Regions from separate parts of the Gossypium hirsutum genome. Here all the other regions are linked to region 2. Evidence: chromatin contacts called from public Hi-C data. All regions are on one chromosome and are shown on one strand. The core of a region is the stretch at or near the end of the contact, and the rest is flanking DNA. Distances in the headings are between cores, read along the strand shown. Region 1 holds the start of LOC107922614 (SEC12-like protein 1). Region 2 holds the start of LOC107922279. Region 3 holds the start of LOC107922615 (ATP synthase subunit d, mitochondrial).

Region 1 (3,032 bases), core at 434-2,933, 160 kb before region 2:
CAACACTCTGCTATTCTCATACCCTTAGTTTGCTTAGAGAGTGAGCTCTAATTACACTAAACCTATTTCACACAATGAAAAGTTATTGATAGTCGAGTAGGAATATCAATTTCTCTATATGAGCTAGAAGCTTAAGTTGATCTCTCGAAAAATATAATTTATTTGTAGAATAAATATCACTATAAAATGTAACAACCTTACTATGGTATATTTTGACCTAACTCATAGTCTCTATTTATAGAGAAAAAACACGAGATCTAGTTGAACAAGAGGGGAAAAAATAATATTATTTTAATAAAAAATACATAGTCCCACTAGGACTATATAAACTGGGCGACGCCATCCCGGTGTCACCCCTTTTTGGGACTAGGATTTGCACCCATCATGTATTAAATGGACTATTAGACATGTTTCATGTATTGGGTACAATTATATATGTTATTTGGACCTTAAACCAGCTCATATAAGTTATCTAACCCAATAACTAATCTTCTATTCCCAAAATATTATTTAACTAATTGATTAAAATAAATTTAATTAATTCACTCAATTATAATTCCACTAAAATCATGATGACTTTACCGTACTAAAATTTATGAGTAAATTAAATAAGACTTAATGGTATAAAAGGCCCTCAAACATTTAAAAAAAATCAATTAAACTCTTGTAAATTTTTTATACTTAGTATCTTATTAGTTTATAATGTTTTCTCACCCAACCAAAACTTACAATCATATGGAGTGAGGATATGGAAATACATTTGGACTACTAAAGTAATACCAATGGAAAATTGTACTATTTCATTACCATTTTAGTCAATTGATGTGATAGGTGATCATCTTAATATTCTGTTTACACTATTGGAGAATGCTTTGTTCAAACCCAATAAAATTTTCATACTTGCACTTACTCAATAATGTCAATTTTAATTTCTTCTTTTAACAAATTATAAATTAATCTTGTTATCAAATGTCGAGTAGAAAATTATTATTTATCTAATATTCAATTTGATATCTAAGATTTTACTCTCTTTTTTCGGTTTAACATTTTATTTAATATTTGAATTTGTCATTATATTTAATATGGTATTAATGTCTTTTAATCCTTTTTGTAATACTTGTATTTGATAAAAAAAATTTATACATTTTGATATGTGAAGATAATTATGTTAATTTTTTAGTGTTTAATTCAGATTTTAAAGATGATAAAAATTCATAATTAACTAATAATATTAATAATTAACTTTTATCAAATCAACCTGAAATCTCTACTATTAGAATGCATTTAACAAAAAAAACAAATATAAATTAAATGAATTCGCAATTAACACTAAATCTATTCTATTAACAAAATCATAAAAATTCAAAACTAACACGGTTAGCTATTAACTTTCATAAAATTAATTTTAAAACCAAAATTGAATACCAAAATATAATTTTTTTATGAAATACATATACCACAATAAAAATGCCAAATTATATATCAAACCTTATTTTTATAATCAAATTTAATAAATATAACCCATAAAAGTAGTTTAAAACAATATTTTTCTAAAATCGGACTAATGATTAAATATCTAAATATTTAAAAATTTATAAAATTATAAAAAAATAGAGAAAACCAACCTTGTTTAAAAAAAAAAAAGAGAAAAGAAAAAGAAAACATTGTCCACCAATTGGGCAGAATCATATGGGATGATGATTCGCATATCCAAAACCAAACTCTCAAAACGGAGTTGACTTTTGTTTATGTTGGTAAAACAGGCGAGGCGGGGCTTCCAAAATACCTTGCTGTGGGATCCACCCCCCAAAATCCACAACCGGATACGCTTTGTTAGCCTTGTACCTCTCTCGCTTTGTCCTGCTCCCACCTTACTATATTTTCTTTCCCAAAGACTCCTACTTTTTATAAATTTCTTCTTCAACCGTTCCAAAACCCAGCAAAATTTTAAATATCTAAAACTAAAAATATCTTTCATTTCTTCTTCAATGGAAGGTGAAGCAGGTGGGTCCGTCTCGTGTGGGTCATGGATCCGTCGACCCGAAAACGTCAATTGGGTTGTCTTGGCCCGGATAATGACCCGACCCACTTCTTCTTCTTCTTCAGTTATTGAGATTTTCCCTTTTGATCCCAACACCACTTCTCTCTCTTCGTCTCCGTTGGTAAGTTATCACAAAATTAAAAAGTTTGCTTTTTCTTTTTTAAATTATGGAATTGGGGTTTCCATTTTTGGTTTTCTGGAAGTAGGGTTTTTATTCTTTTAAGCAAACGAGGTTGTCGTTTTCAGGGTTTTTTTGGATGACTGTGGCAATTCTCCCTCCAATTTTAAAGGGGGGGGGATGGTTTTTTATTTATTTATTATTAAATTTATTTTAATTGAAGAAACAATTTTCATGGGGTTTTCTTGTTTTCTTCATTGTAGAAGAAAATTTACTTTTCTGACTTCATTGTTGTATAATTTTTTAGGCTAAAATAACTTTATTGTTGCACCAAATTAGTGCTTGACTTTAAATTTTATACCTTGAAGATAAATTATTTTGATACAATAAAAGCTATAGCCTTACTTAAGAAAAGTGGAATAGTTTAGAGTTCTTTTAATTTTTTTTCTAAAAAGGGAAGCATTGTTTTTGTATAACTACAAAAAGAGTCATTGTCTGGTTTATGTTATTTGATTTATTTTTTATATTAGTTAGTTGGACTTGATGTTTATATATTTACATTTGTTATATTAGGCTAGGCATGAGCTTGAAGAAAGTGATGGTGATCCAATAACCATTGCAGTGCACCCAAGTGGAGATTGTTTTGTTTGCTCTACCACTAATGGAGGCTGCAAGTAAGTTCTTTCTTTTCCTTTTATTACACTGGTTTTTTTACTTGTTTATTGCCATAGCTCAAAAACTTGCTAGTAGTCAATTTTTGTAAGTATTAATTAATATCACTACAAAATGCTTCTTGATGAATATTAGGATGCTGTTTTATTGAAGTTATAAGAAATTTTGTTTAATCTGTTTATGAGATTGAAATCATGTCTG
Region 2 (3,026 bases), core at 147-2,646:
AGGGCCACCAACACGGGATACACGTGATGACGAATGATCACTAATCCCACTCTCCATCCATCCCCGAACGATCTGCCTCACCCTCTCCCTCTCGACTTCACCAAGATCAGGAGACTGCTCCCTACTAGACCCGTTATTATCCTCAACTTCATTCTGCGACACACCCTGCTCATTCGACCATGTTCCATACTCATTCTCACTCTCACTTGCATCAACAACACTACCATGATTCTCACTCTCATGACTCTCAGACAACGTCGTACTCGACATAGTTGTATTGCCATCAGCATTCCTTTGCTGCCTCAACCTTTCCCTCACCCTCTCACGTGCCCTATTCAACATATGCTCATCCTCCAACTCCCTCCACATTTGCAAAATCGAAGAAGCCCGAGTATTAGGCCTCTCGACAGTCCCTCCTTGTCGCCTCGAATTAGCCGAGGGTGACTCTCGCAAGAACGAAGAGTCGAGCGTCGAAACAGTATGTAAACCAGCTAAAGCCATCAATTCAGACTCCCTATTCCTCCTCTCAATCGTGGTTATCATTTCCTGAGCCTGCCTAGCAGCCCACCTACTCAAAATCCTAGAATGCCGCCTTCTAGCGGCAGAGGATTCGGCCAAATCATCGCCTTCGAGATCGGACCTTCTTCTCCTCCTAATAAGCTGATCACCCTCATCATCTTCATCATCAGGATTCCTATTAGAACTACATGATGCAAATGACATACAATCATCTAAATGCCCTCTCATTAATTCCTCCAAACCCCTTTCAAATTCAGCCGTGGCATCATTTGAGGAGTCTGGTTTTTGCTGTAAAGCTTGAAAATCTGTCATTTTTTCCCCACTTGTACACCTAATTCTTTTCCATGAAGCAAATTTGCCTCATTTCCCTTAGTACCCAATAAGATCACAAAATTTAGATCATTATCTCAAATATTACAAAACCAAACTCTAATTTGGCCTACAGAATTCATCCAAAAAAAAAAAAAACTATGCCCTACGCCCTAGAATTGGATACCAACATAGCTCCCATTCATTTCTTAACCTGACAACAATTAAAAAAAATGCCCAAAAAAAAGGGATCAAAAGAAATGAATAATAATAATAATAATAATAGATTTTAATCGAAATTCGTAGAAAATGAAGAAATATTCTGGTGAAAATGGAGACGTACCTGTGATGTATTACAATAGGAAAAGAAAAAAAAACCCGAAGTTTCTTTCGCTCTTTTTCGTGTATTAAAAATGTGGGAAAATTGGTTCCCTCAAAATTGAAAAACAGGAAACTGCAAAAAACCGAAATCTTGTTTGTCTAGACAGAAAATTTAAAAAAAAAAAAAAAAGAGAACGAAAGAAAAGGAGAGGGAGAGATCAAAGGAAGAGAATGATGTGAGAAATTTATAATAATTATTACAAGAAAGAGAGAGAATTTAATTTTACCTCTATTTTTTAAATTTTATTGCTTTTAGTGGTTTTTATTTATTTCTAAAAATAAAAATTACTAACTTTTTAAGGGGAAAAAAGAGGCGCGCCTATTTACAACAGACTTACACGTAATAATAAATTTGGCTTTTTTAAGAAATTCTACATTTTTGTGAAGGACACGTCATCAAATGTTTGGAAAAGACTCGGTCACCCACTCACCTCACTCACTCACTCTTCTTTTTTCATGCTCAATCACACCCCAACCCCCACTCTATTTTTTATTTTTGTATATAATAATAATAATAATTCATCTCTCAAAAATAGTAAATGATTATAATTGTTCCGTATAATAATTATTACAAATTTTCTTAAAGCAATTACTAGTTTACTAAGGATCATTGGTTGAAATATAATTAAATAAATTTATCAAAAATAATAAATTTATAAAACTTGTTCAATATGTTTGAACTGATATATCAATCGATTCTTAATCCAATCGATCTATTTGATCGATAAATAACGCTAATTATATGTATACAAGAAATATATATGTTCATATCTCAAATCAAATCATGGTCGATTTTAATATATTCTCAAGTTCAAATTTAAATTCGGCCTAACTTAATTTTTTTTTACCTATTCTCCAATCAAACCTGTGATATGATCCATTTATATATTTAAATTATAACATACTTATTTTTTTTGAGTAAAAAATGACCTTAAAGGTCAAGACAAATTCATTCAAATAACATCATAGATCACATCATTATGGATATCTTTAGGATAATCCATATCAAAGAACCAATTACAAGTATCCACACACATTTTTTTACAAATAAAATCTGCCACAAAGTTACAATGTCGATTATTCCGAATACAGGTAGCAAACCAAAAGTTAACAAAGGCCTTAATACTTTCCTTAATTTGCTCACCAATAATCGTCAAATCCCTTTTCTGACCATTTATTTTGTTGACCAACCCTGCACTATCCGACTCAAAAAGCACATCACCTTTAATATTAAGACGACACGCAATTTTAATACTTTCGTCAAAAGCATACCACTCAGCCTCCTCAATCGACAACTGTACTTCTTTGAAGCCACCACCTCCACCCAAAACAAAACCGTCATCATCCCTTATAATAACCCCATATCCAGTTCTGTTATTCCCAATAAAAGCGTCAAACTTAATTTTAATGCAGTTTTTCGGAGGTTTGACCCATTTTCTATCGTCAACATGGGTAGATAACATCGACACATTTAACAGGTTATGGATTTGGAATTCTTTACTGAGCATACTGGCCTTATTCCATATGTCCTTCGCCTTATCTTCTTTTCCCCTAAAAACTCGATTGTTTCAGTTGTTCCAGCAATTCCACAGAATGGTCATAAAGTCTGCCATTGCTTTTTTGTCAAGAATTCTCAACATATCTTCCAGCCAATCTATACATCTATCATACTCGTTAGAAAAAATACTGATGTCCAGACCGCTAAACATTAGAGTGGCCCTCGAATTCGAACAGTCTTTAAGGGAGTGGACGAGAGTCTCAAACTCAGCACTACCCTTGGGACAAGCTTGACTAAAACCACTATGAATAGAAGAAAT
Region 3 (2,745 bases), core at 153-2,652, 190 kb after region 2:
GTGTCCACGTCAGCGCGATGTCAGTGCGCACGCCAGGAAATCGCGTCCACGTCAGCGCGAGTTGTTGACGTGGACGCAATTTCTTGGCGCGTACACTGACATCGCGCTGACGTGGACACGATTTCGCTGTATTTGGACCATTCCGGTAAATAATAAAATAATAGGCCCATTTCGGTAATTTTTGAAAAAATAGGGCTTTTATTGGTAAATTCCCCATCGTGAACATAAGCAGCTCTAAAGTAAATCTATTTATGGTTTGAGCTATTCATCTAGACCTAAAGACCTATCTAAATTTTGAGAAGGTTTGTGCAAGAATAATAGACTTGTTTAAAATATGGACTGGACTTGAGCATTCAAGGCTTGAGGTTGATCCAACTTGTTTTTAAGTTTGTAATATTTTATATTATATTACTTTTATATATTATATCATGTATAACACATCAAAATTAAATCTATAATAATATATAATACTACTACAATATAAACATTAAAAAATGTTAAGATAATTTTATATAATATTTTAATAAATGAAAAAGTATATAAAATTTTAAAAATATGGATGGTTTTGGGTAAAATTGTAAACTTATATTTCGAGCCAGGCAGAGCTTAGGCAAACAAAAAGTGTGTTAATATCATGCTTAAGCCCAGATCGAACTTGGATCGGACTAGCTCAACCCGTGAATTAAATTTAAAAATAAAATATTATACAATTTTTTTGTCAAACTATTATATCATTTGAAATTTAAAAAATTAAAAAAAACTCCTAATATTTTTGTAATTAAATTTAAATGAAATATATTTTCATTAATAAATAGTAATTCGAGTCAGGTTAAATTTGTTAGAGGTCAAAAAAACCTTTTATCCATGTTTAATCTAAGTCGAGCCCACCTTATCAGATTGATGGCGGATTGTTCGCCTTTTAAACAATTTTTCACAAGAGAGGAATCTACTTACATCGGTGATTTTACACTTTTTCATAATTTTTGATACAATTAATATTTCAACAATCCAACTATTAAATTTATCAATATTTTTGTACTTGTCATGCATGTAAAATCAATTCAATATTTCATCTTATCAATTTTAAAATATTGACAATATATATATAATGATTGAAAGGTTTTTTCATATAAAATAAATAGTTAATTTTTTTTTAATTTATACCAAGCTGGATAGGCATGATAGAGAAATTATTAAAATATTAATAATATAAAAAGTTATATATATATATATTTTTTGCGTGTGTTTTAAACAAGAGTTTTATAAATTAATGAACCCGGTCCAAAACTTCCAATTGGTTGACACATAAGCCCGATCAGAGGTATTTGGATTAAGCCCAAACTAAGTAGATCGAACCTGTCCATCTTAAAATTCTCAAAATTCCAATTTTGTCCACAATTAAGCATCAAAATTCCCATTTAAGATTATTATTTCATTTCCCTAAACAAGAAGCAGCAGCCTTCATCAGTCAATCTCCAAAAAAGTTGTGGAGAAAAAAATATTACGTTTGGGAAGCGAGAAAGTGCGAGAAAATGAGCGGAGCAGGAAAGAAAGTAGTGGATGTGGCTTTCAAAGCAGGAAAGAGCATTGATTGGGAAGGGATGGCGAAGCTTTTGGTCTCCGATGAGGCTCGCAAAGAGTTCGCCACTCTTCGTCGCACTTTCGATGAAGTTAACTCCACTTTGCAGACCAAGTTCAGTCAGGTTAGGGTTTTCTATTCTCTCCCATCTCTTTTTTTTTAATAACTTAGGACCATTGGGTTAATCTATAATTAGATCTTTAGGGTTTTAGTCTTTTTTTGGTTTATTAATGTTATTTATTGAAATAAATAATCATTTTTGAAGCTTCTATTTGTCAGTAAGGGTGATTTTTCATTTGATGCTTGTATTAACTTTCTTGGTGATAATCTGATTCTGTTAAGCAGGAACCTGAGCCTATCGATTGGGAATATTATAGAAAAGGAATCGGCTCGCGATTGGTGGATATGTACAAAGAGGCTTATGAGAGTAAGTTTTTTTTGTCATGGTTGGGTTTTCTTTCTATACTATTTCCTAGTTGCCCCCTTTATTCTTAGATCTGTTGTAGGGTTCCTAAAAGCATAAAAATGGTCTGCTTGCCTCATGTTTGAGGCCCTCACATGGTTGCAGTTTCCTTGATTTGTGAATTGAATTCACTTTTGTTTAAGCTCTGCTTCTTGTTATGAGATGATAATTTTATGATTCGGATGATGATATGGTCACCTTGACTAGCTACAATGTTCCTTTTTCGTTTTTATTGTCTCGGAATAATTAGTGAAGTGTGGAATTTAATTCTGTCATCCATTCTTCGATTGTGGATTTTTTTATCTTTGTTAAACATATTCCGATGGCCCTATTGCCTATATGGATGTTGTGTTCATCGATTGTTATATTTTTTTTATAGGAAAGTTCTTAATATTGTATATAAACGTGATTCTTGTTGTATATAAACCTGATTCTTGTCCAAAACGCTGTAAAAGTTTCTATAGAACAACTATGATTCTCATTACTCCTATGCTTTGGATGTTTGATGTAAAATAAACTTTAACTCAGACCTTTATTTGTTACAAAAGAAAAAAGAAAAGAAAAGAACAATGTTTCTCAACCAATGAACTAGATGATTTTCAGGTTTTTTTTACGGTAAGGTGTTCCTCGAGCACCTTCTTGGAATTAACTGTGTTAAATGGAGCTGCTTCCTTTTCACTGTTTACTTGGCATATTGGTTGGT

Evidence for each region. A called contact is a pair of places that touch in the nucleus more often than the background predicts.
Region 1: a Hi-C map of leaf shows a contact between it and region 2, with 1.8 times the contacts expected there. The contact joins the promoter of LOC107922614 here to the promoter of LOC107922279 in region 2.
Region 3: a Hi-C map of leaf shows a contact between it and region 2, with 1.7 times the contacts expected there. The contact joins the promoter of LOC107922615 here to the promoter of LOC107922279 in region 2. A contact is called at or near these places in 4 of 34 Hi-C or Micro-C datasets (callus, leaf, petal and 1 more).

Annotation. Positions count from the first base shown.
Region 1 is chrD01:26,688,082-26,691,113 of Gossypium_hirsutum_v2.1, reverse strand. It overlaps LOC107922614 (SEC12-like protein 1), which reads left to right and starts at 1,683. Exons shown (of 10, transcript XM_016852725.2): 1 at 1,683-2,162; 2 at 2,733-2,833. The coding sequence starts at 1,749.
Region 2 is chrD01:26,523,269-26,526,294 of Gossypium_hirsutum_v2.1, reverse strand. It overlaps LOC107922279, which reads right to left and starts at 1,396. Exons shown (of 8, transcript XM_041086481.1): 1 at 1,172-1,396; 2 at 1-1,042. The coding sequence starts at 831.
Region 3 is chrD01:26,332,959-26,335,703 of Gossypium_hirsutum_v2.1, reverse strand. LOC107922615 (ATP synthase subunit d, mitochondrial) reads left to right here and starts at 1,402. Exons shown (of 5, transcript XM_016852727.2): 1 at 1,402-1,703; 2 at 1,925-2,006. The coding sequence starts at 1,533.